Regions from separate parts of the Mus musculus genome. Here region 2 is linked to region 1. A link is a contact called in public Hi-C data. All regions are on one chromosome and are shown on one strand. The core of a region is the stretch at or near the end of the contact, and the rest is flanking DNA. Distances in the headings are between cores, read along the strand shown. Region 1 overlaps Ndufs4 (NADH:ubiquinone oxidoreductase core subunit S4). Region 2 holds the start of Ndufs4 (NADH:ubiquinone oxidoreductase core subunit S4).

Region 1 (7,466 bases), core at 1,950-4,449:
TCTGCCGTAACGATCATTATTGTTAAATGAAATGTACAAGTTTAAAATTGTTATGCTATTTAGAGTAGAAATATTTTTACCTTAATTCCATTTGGACAAACTTTCAATAAATTTCCCTGCATATTTTACATATAAACATAACAACCATTTTATATTAATGTATATGCATATATATATATATATATATATACAATCATGTGATTCAAACATGAAATACAATAATCTTAAAAATAATATTCTATGATTATTACCAATTAATATTACCAATTAACCCATGCAATCAGAACAGACAGAAATTTTCTAGTTTAAGTGTAAAAAGATTTCTCATTGTTTGAGTCTTTGATATTTTTCACTTTTGTATGTTGGGGTTATGCCCACATATTTATAATATTAAAGAGGCCGACCCAGGGTGGCTACTTCCTTAGAATTATAATCCCTATCTCTGCAGTCTTCGTGGCTACTCTTTTTTTTTTTTTTAGTAGTTTAGGTAACAGTCCACAGGGACGTACACTCTAAAATATTTTCCAAAATATAAATGATATTGCAAAGTAACATAGTCAGCCAACGCCTTTCTTTACATTTGAAATCTAATAGACCTACTTACGCTTCCTAAGCAGTCCTCCTGAGTTGAAGCAACATTATCTGTACTTAGTGAAAGAGAGAGAAAAACCCTCATGCTAAGCTGCCACCATCGTAGGTTCACAAAGACTGATATTCTTTGATGTAAAATGAAATACTACTTAGTGAATAAAACATTAAAAAAAAGAAAAATGCTGTCTCCCCTTCAAAGAGACATATTCTTTGACCCAGTGCTCCAGACTAAAGCCTTGAGATTTTGCAAAAGAATGTGCGTGAGTAGAGTCCAGACAAAACAGACACTTGAGCTGCTGGAAGGCTGCATCACCCCGTGCAGACACTACTTACAATCTAACAGAGATATCGCTGCTGCTGCCATCTCCAACAGCAAGTTACCTCAGCAAAGGAAAGCTGGCCCTGCCTGCGGGGGAGGGACGCGGGCAGAGAAGTCGGAAGCCTGCCTTACGCCCAGCTTTATCTTTCTGTGTGGGTCACTCACTTGCAAATTGTAAATCTAAGTTTATAAATTTCATCAAAAATTAATAGTATGTAAGAGGAAAAGAGAACACTACAAAATACTTATATACAAATCTTCTTGCATTATTTTTGAAGGTTTGCAAAAAAGATTATTCAATGAAAAAATTTTAGAACAAGTTGAAGTCCTGAAGATATTTAAGACAATTAAAGCAACAACAAAAGTCTACAGAAATAAGTTGCTGCTTACACACATCAAAAACAATAATATTAAAATCCCACCAGCTAAGATTGCTGCTAGTACCATGTGGTTATTATCAAGTAGCAATGGTTTATTCCAAGTAGTGATCATCTTTAACTGTTATTTCATGGCAATTTGGAATGACCTTAATAAACTACAACTTATTTTTTATGCATACTAGACTTTTGATAAAAATAATAATGGCAACTAAAACAGTCTAAAATGATAGTATTTTTATATTAGTAGTATTATACTATAAAACATTATCCCAGAAAGCTTTGAAATGACAGCTGCCCTTCTCCACCCTCTTAAAAAAAAAGCCAGATTTATGAATGACTAAAAGCGTCTTATTTTATTGGCTTTAGATTAGAGGCACACTCATAACCATAATACCTTCATAATGGTAAAAAGCAGCATTAACTAGTTTACGAGAAAAATAATTAAGCATATACATGAAAATGATTTCAAATGCCAGTATTATTTGGACTTAGATCTGGGACAATGGACTAAGGTGTACATTTTACATATCAAAACAGACCAAGACTTCTGGTGCTCCTAGCACCCTCAGTCCCTACATGGCATACCCTGCTGGCTGCTCTTCCTCCAGAGCCTCCTTCCTATATAATGCAGACATTTTGCTTGCTCGTGTTCTCTCTCCCTTTCCCTCTCTCTGCTCACTGCAAGGTCTCTTTCTCTCCACCCACCATGGTGACTTCCCTGGCCTTCTCCTCTGGGGCCAGTGAACTCTCTGCCAGAGCACAGCTTCCCAATAAACCAGCCTTTAATATAATCTAATCTGGCTTAAAGTGGCTCATCTCACTAGAAGCATGAGTGGCATGTGACAACATGCAGTGAGCACTTTGAACAAAGGGATGATGACAGCCATCAGAGTTTTCAGAAAACTAATCTACGAATGCCACCTGCTCAAGCTCACTCTGTAGCACTTTCAGTAAGAATGGAATCAACTCTGATAAGAATCCCTTTTCTATCTTTGTAGTCATATTTTTACTGGGGTAATTGTTAACTTAAATTTCGACAAATAAGCAGTCAGTGCACTAAAATAAAATGCATACTAACTTGATTTAAAAGCAATTAAAAGTGTACTGTATGCAAGTTCAACTCATGCTTTGGTTATTTAGGGAGAACAACTACTCAGAATCTTAAAAGACAAGTTTACCTTTCCTCTCTCTAAAGCAAGGGCATTCTTTGCCCAGCCTCCATGCCCAGCTCCTCCCCTTAGAGGAGCCAAATGCAAAGCAGCACTTGCAAGCTTTCCTTCCATCTGTAGCAGGCACCACATAGTTTGAAATAATAATGGTGCAACCCACAAAAATGTTTTTTAAAAAACTATGCTCGTAAGTGTAAGTTTATAAGATTATTTTAGAATATTTTGAATATTTGATATTTGAATTCTCATTAGTGAAAAGATGAGTTAGAAATTTATACACAACAACCAAAAGCATTCTTAGGAGTTATCCTTAAATTTTTCCTACACTCTAATACAAAATTCTTGATTAATAGTAATCCAGGGAAACAATTCTACTCCCAGAAGACTTGGTTCTGTAACAACGCCATTATGTATAGCTCCCAAGGGAGAGATGTTTCTTACACTAGGAGAATGCTAATAGACTTCCCCCTGTTACATTCAGTGCCGTAAGGACCGAGTGCATATTGTCAATACACAATGATTCTGAGAAACAAAAATTACTCATCAGCCTAACATTCACAAAACACTATACAGAGCCCTTCATTTATACCCTTGACAGAAAATTTTGCACATAAGAATTTAAAAGTTTTTTTAAAAATTTTTATTGGAATCTGAAAAGTCACAAATTATACTCAAGTCTAAGCTACTGCTAGAAGAAATGACACGTGACTTGGTAAAATCAGATTCCCACATTAACTCTCATGAGCTTCCAGCGCTCTGTAAACTCTCCTTATATAAGGCTGCCTGTGAGCTACAGCAAGTGCTGCTGCTGTGCGCGAGCTGCTGTCATGGAAAGGCAGGCAATACCTGCCACCACACCTGCATGCACAACTGTAGTGGCGCAAGAAAAGCTGGCCTCAGCATTTTAGAGATTGAGCGCGATCGCAGGGTACTCAGTGCTAAGTCCCTGGGTCTCCCGGAGAACTCGGAGCCCTGGGCTGCTTCCCCAAGGAGAAGACTCAGAGGGATGACTTGTTACTGCCTCAGGAGTTTGTTACACTTTTAGATGTTACTGGAAGTCCAAAGATGTTTTGCTTTGTTTTGTTTATAAGCTATAGCTAGAGATATTCACTGTGATAAATTCTAATGCAGTAAAATTATAACAAACTCTTAAGTTGCGATATATTTTTTATTTTTGAAGCTGTCTTTAATAGACATCTCGCTTACTGGAAGGTGACTGAGTTCTGACATCTAATGAGCTCATACATTTTAATGGGGTGTTGCCCTGGTTCCAGTACATGAAAACAATGCATTTTCATATAAACATTAGTCAGAAAAACCAAGTCTTCAATAGCTTCTTATCTGGCTATAATTCATTGTTATCTTAAACTTTAAAACTTTACCATGCATTTGTTATACTGACTCTAGATATGTATATGCATGTATGTATGCCTTTATGTATGTATATGCATATTTACTCCAAATACAGATTCCAAACATATTTCACATTTAAAAAAAATTACATTTGTTAATGAAAATTCCAATCACACCAAGTAGGCATAAAGTACTACAAAGACATCAAATTTATTAAGGTCAGAAGCAGAACCAAGATCTATAAAATTGTAATTTTCAGGACTGGAGTGGGAGCTCAGTTGGTAAAGTGCAAGGGAGAGAGCCCAGTTCCTCGGCAGCCATGCTAAAGGCCAGGCATGACTTACACTGGGAATTTCAGCAGCGACACGTGGAGAATGCGGGATTCCTGGGACTCCACAACCAGTTAGCATAGCCAGAGTAGCAGGAGAGCTTCGTCTCAAAACAAAGGTGGGCAGCCCCTGAGGCCTCCACTGCTGAGGCTGACTCCCGGCTTCTCAGCGCGTCACACAGGACAGCCACACAGGTGCGCAAGCTTACATCCACACAGCCAGCCACACATGCGCAACAAGCAACAAAGCTGCATTTGAACTAAAAAGAGAATTCTAACTTTCACTGGAAAGCTCAAGTTCACCAAGAGCAACATTTCTTGAAGTTAGTAAGTTAACTTTGGGAAAATGTCTGCCACACACTAACGACCACGTAACAACCACAGTCAGTCTGTCATCTTGATGCAGTTTCAGTTAAAAGTTGTGCCATAAAATGTGGTGAACTCCATCTGCAACAATCTGAAAGCACACAGGGCTGTTCCTAAGGACCGCTACTGTGCTCTGCTGAGCAGCACACAAGTTCCACACATACTTTTCTGTTGCTACCTGGAGCATAAAAAGATGTGTATACAGAGTTGAAATTTAAAATGTTAAAATTTTTTTCCCTGGTTCTTTACAGAAGCTAGTTTGTATTTTTCAAACTAACTGTAGAGAACAGAAGAATGTAATGACTAGTAAGTAACTTATCCCCTTGTTCGGGTTTTTGTTTGTTTTTGTTTTTTTGAGGGGAGGGGAGTGAGTGTTAACACAGTGAGAAGGGCAATTACAGATGGTGTAATTATGAAAATAATTCACTTCATAGACCATCTAAAGTCTTATGCACACTCACTGGCCATCCTTTAAGACAGTCTTAATTTAACAGACCAAAAAGCTGGCAGCAAATTGAATATACAAAAAAAGGCTGACACAGAAAACGGCACACCCTACGTAGTATTTGGGAAGACCTTAGAACAATGGATACAGTTATTTTTCAAAAAAGCAATTAACATAAAATTAAGAAGTGACCTTCACACCCTTTCTGAAAACAGAGAGTTTGCAAACAGGAAAATATGTTACTGTTGTTGTACAGGTCTATGGCTTGTCCTTTCTTTCACAAATCAATAGAAATACGGTTTGACAGGAGGACCTAGACAAGAGGACCATCTCAGTCAACAACAGTTACATCACTCTCCAGAACATCTGCATTCCTTTTAGGTTTAATTCTTCCTGACCCACACCTAGCCCTGCTAACCACTAATAAATTTCTTATCCTTAGAGTTTTCTAATACCTAGGATATCATATAAATAAAAATTATATAGCATATACCCTTTGAGGCTGGCATAACTGATGCATATATTTTCTGGATATAATTTTCATTAAATACATTTAACAAATATATTTTACTTATGTGTGTCTTGTTTACCATTTCTTTCTCCTCAAGGCCCATAGCTTTTGAAAAACTTTTGTTACATTTGAATTGACTTTGTGGGTGTATTTTTATGTGTTCTATAGCCCCAGGTGACAATCAAAGGACAATTTGTGAGTATCAGCTCTCTCCTGTTACGAAATAAGATCGAAGGATCAAATTCAGGTCAGCAGACTTGGTGACAGACATCTTTATTTACTGAGCACTTCACTGGCCCTGTCTTATATTTGTTTTTAAGCACACTTTAATTGTGAAAAGCCCAATTTTATGACCATTGAAGACCATGAACTGAGCTCTTCTGGTGTCCTAGCTAAGAATCACTTGTCTGACTCAAAGCTACAAACATCTCCTCTCTCCTTATCTTTTAGAAATTTTATCTATTTTAGTTTAAAATTTAGTACCACAAATTTATATTTAGAACTGAAAGTTAAATCTTGGTTATGGCAATAGACATACATGAAGTGTTTATTGCATAAAAGTATAGAATATTCTCATTTGAAAAGAATAAACTTTCTTCTTAAGAAAGAGCCTTTTTGTTTCTTTGATCTTTGAGACAGGGTCTCATGAAGTTCGGCTGATCTCAGTCTTGCTATGTAGCCAGGATGGTCTTGCGGTCTAGGTCCTCCTGCCTCTACCTCCTTAGTACTAGAACTGCAGGTGTGTGCTTATTGCCACACCCATGTACACACGACTTTCTAACAGTCTGCTTCATCAGTAGTATGAACAGAAGCCTGCCAAGGAAATGAGGGCCAATTAACTGGGACTTTTTTAAGCCGAGAAGCAGTTGTTTAGTCCAATAAAAGAGGTAAAAGATTAGACTATGTCTCCCAATCTCGTGGATTAGATTCTTCCCAGCAGCCTTCTCTCATGTTGCCTGCAACCCTAGCCCTAACAGCTTAGCTTTTGTCTATTTCATTTATTGGATTCTCCTGTAGGATTTCTCGGGGTCGGGGGTAGAGAGGGGGAGGGTAAAACTTTTTTTTTTTTAAGTAAAACTAACTAGATTCTATAGAAACAGTAGGTGTATTAATGATTAAACAAATAAACAGAAACAAGTATACGAACTCTATAAACTGTTTTTTTTGTTGTTGTTGTTCTTGATTTTCTTTTTCTTTTTTCTTTGGTCTTTTGAGGCAGGGTTTCTGTGTAGCCTCAACTGTCCTAGAACTTGCTCTGTAGACCAGGCTGGCCAGGAACTCAGAGATCCACCTGCCACTGCATCCCCAGTATTGGGATGAAAGGCGTGCACCACCATGCCTGGCATAATAAGTTGTTTTATATTACGTAAGAGCAACATTAAGGTGATAGTTCCACATCCTTTAAAATATTCATGGGATTATCTTTACATTCTCAAATACTTTAATCATTAATGTCTATACATACATGTAGCATATATGTATAACAATCTTGTTTTTGCTCAAAATGCAAATATAATTAATTTCAAATACTCTGTGTTTGTAAATGCTCTTCTGAATTCTTGATCTTCTCAAGTTACTTATTTAGCTCTTCTTTAGAAGCTGTGTAGGAACAAGACATGAAAATCTAGCAGTATTTTATTACCTACAACTTGAATATAAAAATAAATAACTAAAACTCTAAGTTAGGGCTTTGGTTACCCCTTTTAAATATTATTCCAACAACTGTGACTATGTGCAGGAACTCAGATTTCTAATAGACTAATGTACTGGCACTTGACTAACATACTTCCAGAAAATAACAATACTAGGGGCAATGGCTATAGCGCAAAATCCCCTGGTGATATACATCTGATTTTGTGATGCTAAACCTCCTCCATGACTTGTTTAGAGCAATAAGAAATCAGATGCTTCTTTAGAAAAGAAAGAACCAGGAAGCACTAGTGATAAACTCCATAAAACTTGAATAGCCAATAATACTGTAACAATAAGTCAATCTCTGGGTTT
Region 2 (7,466 bases), core at 1,504-4,003, 43 kb after region 1:
GTACAAGTTTTGCCAGAAAACTCCTTAGGATGGCTAGGGAGGGTAAGGGCACGAACGGATGACTGTCAGGACACATATCCGTGGTTTTACTTTTTCTTTCTTACATGCTGGTTTTTTTTTTCTTTACATTGTCATTATAATTGAATCCAAGCGTCAGTGTCATAGGTAAGAGCTTCCTTCGACCACTGACACTGGCTCCCATTCCTCTACCTCTCACCTCTTGCTCCCTCACCACCTGCCTCACAGGTCTGGCTCACCTTCATTTCTTTAAGGATCACAAAAAGTTTTTTTAAAAGCAATTGACATTTAAATTGCCCCATGGGTTGGATTTCTTTCTATTCAGTCTTTACAAATCATTAACTTAAGCATATACAGTAAGAAGTTCCCATATAAGCCGGGCGGTGGTGGCACACGCCTTTAATCCCAGCACTTGGGAGGCAGAGGCAGGCGGATTTCTGAGTTTGAGGCCAGCCTGGTCTACAGAGTGAGTTCCAGGATAGCCAGGGCTATACAGAGAAACCCTGTTTCAAAAAAGAAAAAAAAAAAAGTTTCCATATAAACATGAGGGGAAGCATAATTGTCTCCAGTAAGATGCACATACAAAAGTAAAAAAAAAAAAAAAAAAAAATCGGTAGTGTACAGTCAAAATTATTTCCTCTGGGTTTTAATGTTTTTAACTACGAAAGAAGCACGATCTTATATAACTTATATATATGCTATTTTCAAATCTCTAATAACATATTTACAAGGAAAACCTGTTACATTTAGATGTGTAGTAATAGCTACCCATTTGTAAAATCAAGTATTATCTTAACTTCAACTAACATAACTGTTGAGAAATACACTAATGGTCCCTTAAATTTGTTTTCAGTTCAAGTTCTATAATGAGCACATTAGTATTACATTATGTAAATTAATCTCCATAATGTGTAAGTGGGAAAGGTCTAAACTAGGTCAGCATAAAGTAATCACTGGAGTATTTTATCTTAGAGAACAATTTGGTTTTTCCCAAGTTCCTCATGTGTAAAACACTTTATTACAAATTTATCTTTTACTTTCCACCAGTATTACAGTATTTATTTTCCAGTGACTGCGCTCTCTCTCTCTCTCTCTATATATATATATATATATATATATATATATATACACACACACGCATATATATATCTATTTACAGATAGATAGATAGATAGATAGATAGATAGATAGATATAGTGCTCTACTACTGTCTGCAGAAAAGCCCCCGCCCCACCCTTTCTGCAACTCTGGAGTGCTGGGATTAGAGTTTATGTGCCCGAGGAACGTTTTATTAGGTGCTGGAGACTGAAGCCAGTACATCATGAACTCTAGGCACTCTCTGTACCAACTCAACTCTATCCCCAGTCCCTGAGGCCTTTTACAAATCTCCTGACTTTACTAAGGGCAACCTTTTCTTTCCCACAAAACAACCACTACTTAAAACTGCATCAAAATTTGTCTCCAAAAGTTCCAACCAGCTCACTTTAACTCTGTATTCCCTCTGTATTGAGCTTAACACTAATTTAACAAGCATTTTGATAGATACTAGTTCCCTTTTTCTTTCTTAAAGGTATTTAATGGTTTGGTCTTGTTTGAGACAGGGTCTCTCTAAGTAGCTCTGGCTGTCCTGGAACTCACAGAGATCCAGCCGCCTCTGGTTCTGCCTCCCCAGAGCTGGCTGGCATTAAAGGCTTGTACCAGTGTGCCAGACTTTTCCTTTTTTTTTTTTTTTTTTTTTTTTTTTGTACCACATTCTTCCCACCCCTTACAGACCCATCCTCACTGTGAACATTGAATGTAGTCTCCACAGCATGCAGCTGTCAATACAAGGCCACTCTTCACAGGAGCAAACTTCGAAACAAGTGATAAAACCCAGTATCTTATACACCCAGGAAAACAGAGACTACGTAAAATAGAGCAATGCTGCGGAGGGGGGCGGGGGGGAAGGGAGGGGGCAGTCACCACAAGAAACCTTCCGGCATCTAGGGCTACATAGTGTGATCTGTCTCAAACAAACAAACGAAGTAAACAAATCAAAATAAAAGCCACCTTGCTGCCTGAGAGCGTAGCTCCGTGGTGGAACTTAAGACTGGAACGCACTGGTTAGAAAGACAAAAAACAGGTACGCTGTAACCTTCCGATGGATATTGCTATAAACTCTGAAGTCCTGAGAAGTTTTCCTCTTATGCACAATGATGAATACAACAACCTTTCTGTTTGGAAGCCCAGCCGATATTAACTAAAGCCAGGGAAAGGATAGCAGGGATTTACCCTTTCAGGCTGGAATGGGGCAAGCAGGTGACAAGCGGAAGGGATGTAGGACATTGGGAGAGAGGTCGCCCAGACTCCTCCCCTTCTCAGGAGCCACGATCCAGTTCACAGCTCCTCCGCACAGACCCTCGCCCGTCCGCAGCTGCAGAACCCCAGGCCCCGCAGGCGCCTCGCCGGAAACCAGCGTCGGTCCCCGCATCCCGAGGAAGGGTCAAGGGAGGACGCGTTCCCAAGGCCGCCTCCGGGGCCCAGCCGGCCCAGCCTCCCCCAAAGTGGAGCGACCTGGGAACCCTGAATGAATAGCTCGACAAGGCTGACAGTTATGTTACCTGGATGGAACTCTACAGACGGAAACGGCAGCTGTAGCCATTGCCCTTCGCCCCAACATCGCCTGTCTCAGCGACACTGACATTGAGACCGCCGCCATCTTCCTGTAGGCAAACGCCAGGATGCGAGTACGGATCCCCGCTAGGGACTCACTTCCTCCGTTCTCAAAGCAATGCGGCCGCAGTGAAACAGAGGCATGTTCTGTTTGTTTTCCTTTTGCGATTGAGGACCTAGAAAAGAAATTAAAGTTCTAGCTGAAAGAACTAAAGAGGGAAATGGATGAAAGGACTCAGTGAATGCAAATGATGCCTCTATAGAAAGTAATCCTTGTTAGTAAGGTTGGTCATTTACATTGAGGCTGAGAAGCCCAAAAGAAAACGCTTCGAAAAATGTAAACACCTGTAACTCATAATTTTTCAAAGAACTCGGAATATCTGAGGCTGGGCCCACTGGAAGAGCCGGAGGGCTTCTTGAGTCTTTGAGAAACTAAAGTAGTACTTTCCCAAAGTGTTGCCAGATTCCGTTTGCAAGCCTTCAGAACAGGCTGCACTCAGTTTGATGGTCTGTAGTTATAATAATCATATTTTCCACACTAAAAAGCTAGCCTCGCAAAAAAAAAAAAAGGAAGAAAGAAAGAAAGACCATATGGATTTACATGAAATCTAGTGGGGGCTGGGGATGTAGCTCAGTTGGTAGAGTGCTTGCCTACCTAGCATACAGGTACCAAAGGCTTGGTGATCTGCTCTTATAAGCCTTTGATTTGAGGTTGAGGGTAGAGTATGGAAGGTTGTCACTGGAACTACCAAGCAAACACCTCGCCCCCCCCCCCGCGCCCCACCCGGAAAAGGGGCGGAGCCATCTTGATTATTCTTCCTATCTCCATCATCCCTTCCATTTGTCACCCATTCCATTCCAATGGCCATTAAAAGTAACAAAAAGCAAAGATTATAAACGATAACCAGGTTTAAGTGTCCTATCTAATCGCACCTGGCTCCTCAGTGCTTCAACAAACCTTTTCTTTTCTTTTCTTTTTGTTTCCAAGTCTGCGATGTCAAATCCAGGGACAGGTGTGCAGTTCATCACTGATCTACATTCCTAGCTTCTTTGTTTCTTGTAAGAGACAGTATCTCTCGATGTTATCCAGGCTAGACTTCAACTTACCACCCTCCTTCTTCAGCCTCCAGAGTATTCACAGACCTTTTCATCCACTAATGTCTTCAACGTTGTTTCTCAAACGATACCCCAACACTGATGGGAGAACATTAGTTTTCATATTGATATAGCGTTGGCCTGGGTATTCACAATACCTGTCATGATTCTTTCTTAATGTACTTATTTATGTATGTATGCATACAAATGGGTGCCACGGCACATGTGGAGGTCAGAGAACAGCTTTCAACAGTCAGTTTTCTCATTCTAACTAATGTCATAGGTTTGGTGGCAAGTACTTTACCACTGAGCTGTCTAGCGGAGCCTCTTAGGGTGGTCCTTGGTTGCTCTTTTTGCCTCCATCTTTGAAATGTATTTAGAATTTGATTATGTTCCCTGCCTCTCCTAGTAGGACTCTGATCCAAACCACAGTCCCCCTCTGCAGGGATGTTTGCATTTGCCCAATCTGCTTCAGCTCAGCAATCAAAACTATGGGGTCAGAAGTCACACATTCCCCTCTTTTCTACTAAACACCTTTTCTAGCTCAGCTCATCCTCGGAAAAGCCAGACACCTTATTATAATATTTTTTAAGGCCAATGTAGGGACGAAGATGTAGCTCAGTGGTATGGCATTGGCTTATCGTGGACATATGCCTGAGTTCAGGCCTAACACTGGAAGGGAAAAAGACTCCTGACTTTACTCACTTACTCTGTTAGAACTTACTCTGTTCTCCGTCAGTTGCTATACTCTAAACCCAATAGATATTTCCCAATATACCAGGCATGATTCGGTCTGAAAGACTTTACCTTGGACATTCTCTAGGCCCAGGATGCTTTTCTAGCATCTGGAATACTCTTCTCCCAGTGATCTCCTCTTTCCCTTGCCCCTGCTCTCTGTCTCTGTCCTTCCTCCTATAATTTTCTCACATGTCCCCTTCACTGGGAGGCTCTTTCTAACCTCCAATTTCAATCTCACCCTAGAAATTTCTGTATGAATTTCCAGGCTTCTTTTACTTCTGCTTTGCATTTTGTACGTTGTAGCCGTTTGTGGAAGTTCTATAATATGACCAGGGAGGCAAGAGCAAAAATCCTTTGAGAAATAAGATTGATTTCATTTTTTATGGCTTATTTAATTTTATTGTGCATGCACTGATGTTTTTGCCTGCATGTATGCCTGTGTGAGGGTGTCAGATCCCTTGGAATTGGTTTTATAGACTGTTGTGAGCTGCCGTGTGGGTGCTGAGAATTGAACCCAAGACTGCGAGAACAGCTGAATTCTCAACTGCTGAGCCCTCTCTCCAGCCCCGAAGATCAATTTCCTAGTGGCTTTTCTTACCTCCAGGAAAAATTTGTCTTTTAAATTCTGCAATAAATATTGACCAAATAAAGATTTTTCTTTTTACTTACAATAATTACCAAGCTATATAATTTGATTCTCACTTTTTACCTAAATGTATACCACGGTCCATACTGGACTATCCCGAACACCAATTTATATAACATTGATTTATGACTCTTTCCCGGGGATTATCATTGCTTTTGGGGCAAAGAGAAAAATACCTGATCTTCTCAAAACAGGCTATTTCCGGTCTTCTTCACCAGACTCCTTCCACTCTGCTCACCAGAAGTTTTTCTCTCTTATGCCCCAGTCTTCCATAGGCTGTTGCTCACTGGAGTACTCTTTCTTGCCAATTCCCTCACTATCCCATAGGCCCCCAGATCCTACCTATTACTTTATATCATTGTATAAGGTAGCAACTACATCTCAGACCCTTCCCTACCTCCCTCTTCCTTGTTGATGGAACCTAACACCTACAAAACGAGACCAAAACTGCTGTATACTTGCTTTCCCTGAAGAGATATTGCAGCTAGCACATTACTTGGTCCAGAGCCAGTAGGATCTGAAATCCCTTATGAGAAAAGAAAGGCTTCTTGGGTCAGGGGAAGGTCAAGCAACAAGGGAGATAGAGGAGGAGAAACAGGAGGAGGAGAAGGAACGGAGGAAAGAAGAGGAGGAGGTGGAGGAGGAAGAGGAGGAGAAGAAGAAGAAAGAAGAAGAAGTAACAATGCCCCTTATCCATCTTTTGCTGGTCATTATATAAGGACATAATATCTGGAGTTGTGGCTTCTTCTTAGCAAGAAGGGATCAATGGTAGCCCACAAGACAGGAAGGAAGAACATAGAAAAGGAAAGAGCCTATGTTTTTAATGACAACATTGATCTGGCTTTGAACCAACCTCGAGCAAAATATGTCCACACTTTGTGCGATGTCAGATAGCAAATAGCTTAATTATTACACCACTATTTATTAGGCATGCTATGTCTAAAAACATGCTAGGAACATCTTTTCTGATGCTCTTATATGTAATGTTCTGTTTTTTGTGACTGCATAAATTCTTTGTGTAGATGTCCTTCGGATAGTATCCTTCTCCTCCCTAGTGTCTCCCTTGCTTAATTTTTAATTCAATGTAGTTTTCTTTCTTTAGAGTGCAAAGCCAGTTATCCAAGGAAAGGACCATATCTGTTTCTGCTGGTTATTCTCCCAACACGTAGCCCAGTTCATTGTCTCCTTCACTGCTCTCCCCTCTTCTGACAGAATCTTGGTATGTAGCCCGGGCTGGATTCAAACTCATCCTCCTCCTACCTCAGCCTCCTGAGTGTTGCGAGGTCAAGCCTGATGCTTCATTTGGTCTCATACTTGAGACATAGTGGAAAGCAAAAGATGTGTAGAAGCTGAGTGTGTTTGTTCGTGCCTTTAATCCCACCTAGAACTTGAGAAGCAGAGGCTGACAGACCTCTGTAAATTCCAGGTCAGCTAGGACTGCAGAGCCTTGTCCCACTAAACAAGTCAAAACCAAAAAGAACCTCAAGAAAGAAAGGAAGGGAAAACTACCTATAACTTTAAAAGTATAAAATGCAAGAAAATAGTTCTTCTCGTTTTGTTGTTTAGAAAAGGTTTATATAAGCTTTGTTTACTATGATTATTCTTCCCAGTCTATGGATCTTACTGGTTTCCGAAATGCCACCCTTGAACCAGTGATTTTTCTGGAAACCTGGTAAATACAGCAGATCAGGCCTTCCTGTGGCTGGAAATAGATCTTGAAGCATAAATTTACTTCTTACTAAGCTTTCATTTAAAAAATGAATAATAACCACTTTCGTTTTCTTATTTCTTATATTTTAGGTGCTGGGCATAAGCTGGATAATGGAGCAGAAATAGTTTGCTGTGTGCAGGTTTGGGGGGGGTTGTTGTTATTGTTGTTGTTTAAATATAATTCATCCAAACTATAGACTATTTTAGTAGGCTTAATAGGATGTCTCAATGCACTTTGCATTTTATTGTTAAAATAGAAGCATTATGATAGAAATTGACTTTACTTCTTGCTTGCATTTCATGCATGGTGGCCAAAAGAAACATTTATCTTAGTATTTCTGATGGCATGAGAAATTTACAGTGGATCTAAAGTTGTCTGTTTTCAATTTTTCTCCTTGCACATGGGCCTTTAATAAAGCATCCAGAAAAATAAATTAAAACCAGATACTTCTATCAGAAGTTTCACACAAAATCACCAGAGGCATGGCAAAACTCCATCATCATTTACTGGCTACAACTAATTTTGTAAATCACATCTTATATTTTTATTGCTAATTTAATTGAAAACCCTTGAATTAATACAGTATCATCTTATAAAATTGTCATG

Evidence for each region. A called contact is a pair of places that touch in the nucleus more often than the background predicts.
Region 2: a contact with region 1 is called in a Hi-C map of olfactory sensory neurons, with 2.0 times the contacts expected there. The contact joins the promoter of Ndufs4 here to the enhancer-like site in region 1. A contact is called at or near these places in 1 of 39 promoter capture datasets (macrophages), 4 of 484 Hi-C or Micro-C datasets (granulosa cells, liver, nephron progenitors and 1 more) and 9 of 115 datasets of contacts at active chromatin or transcription factors (CD8 T cells, the SCID.adh cell line, bone marrow-derived macrophages and 4 more).

What each region holds. Positions count from the first base shown.
Region 1 is chr13:114,342,257-114,349,722 of GRCm38.p6, forward strand. All of the region lies in intron 2 of Ndufs4 (NADH:ubiquinone oxidoreductase core subunit S4), which reads right to left. Among named protein-coding and RNA genes, the nearest start is that of Ndufs4, 42 kb to the right of the region's middle. Within about 2 kb of position 3,200, at least 17 of the 459 cell types and tissues checked have an H3K27ac peak or open chromatin away from gene starts, as enhancers often do. A contact at or near this core is called in the SCID.adh cell line and olfactory sensory neurons, where this site is marked.
Region 2 is chr13:114,385,341-114,392,806 of GRCm38.p6, forward strand. It overlaps Ndufs4 (NADH:ubiquinone oxidoreductase core subunit S4), which reads right to left and starts at 2,754. Exons shown (of 5, transcript NM_010887.2): 1 at 2,619-2,754. The coding sequence starts at 2,716.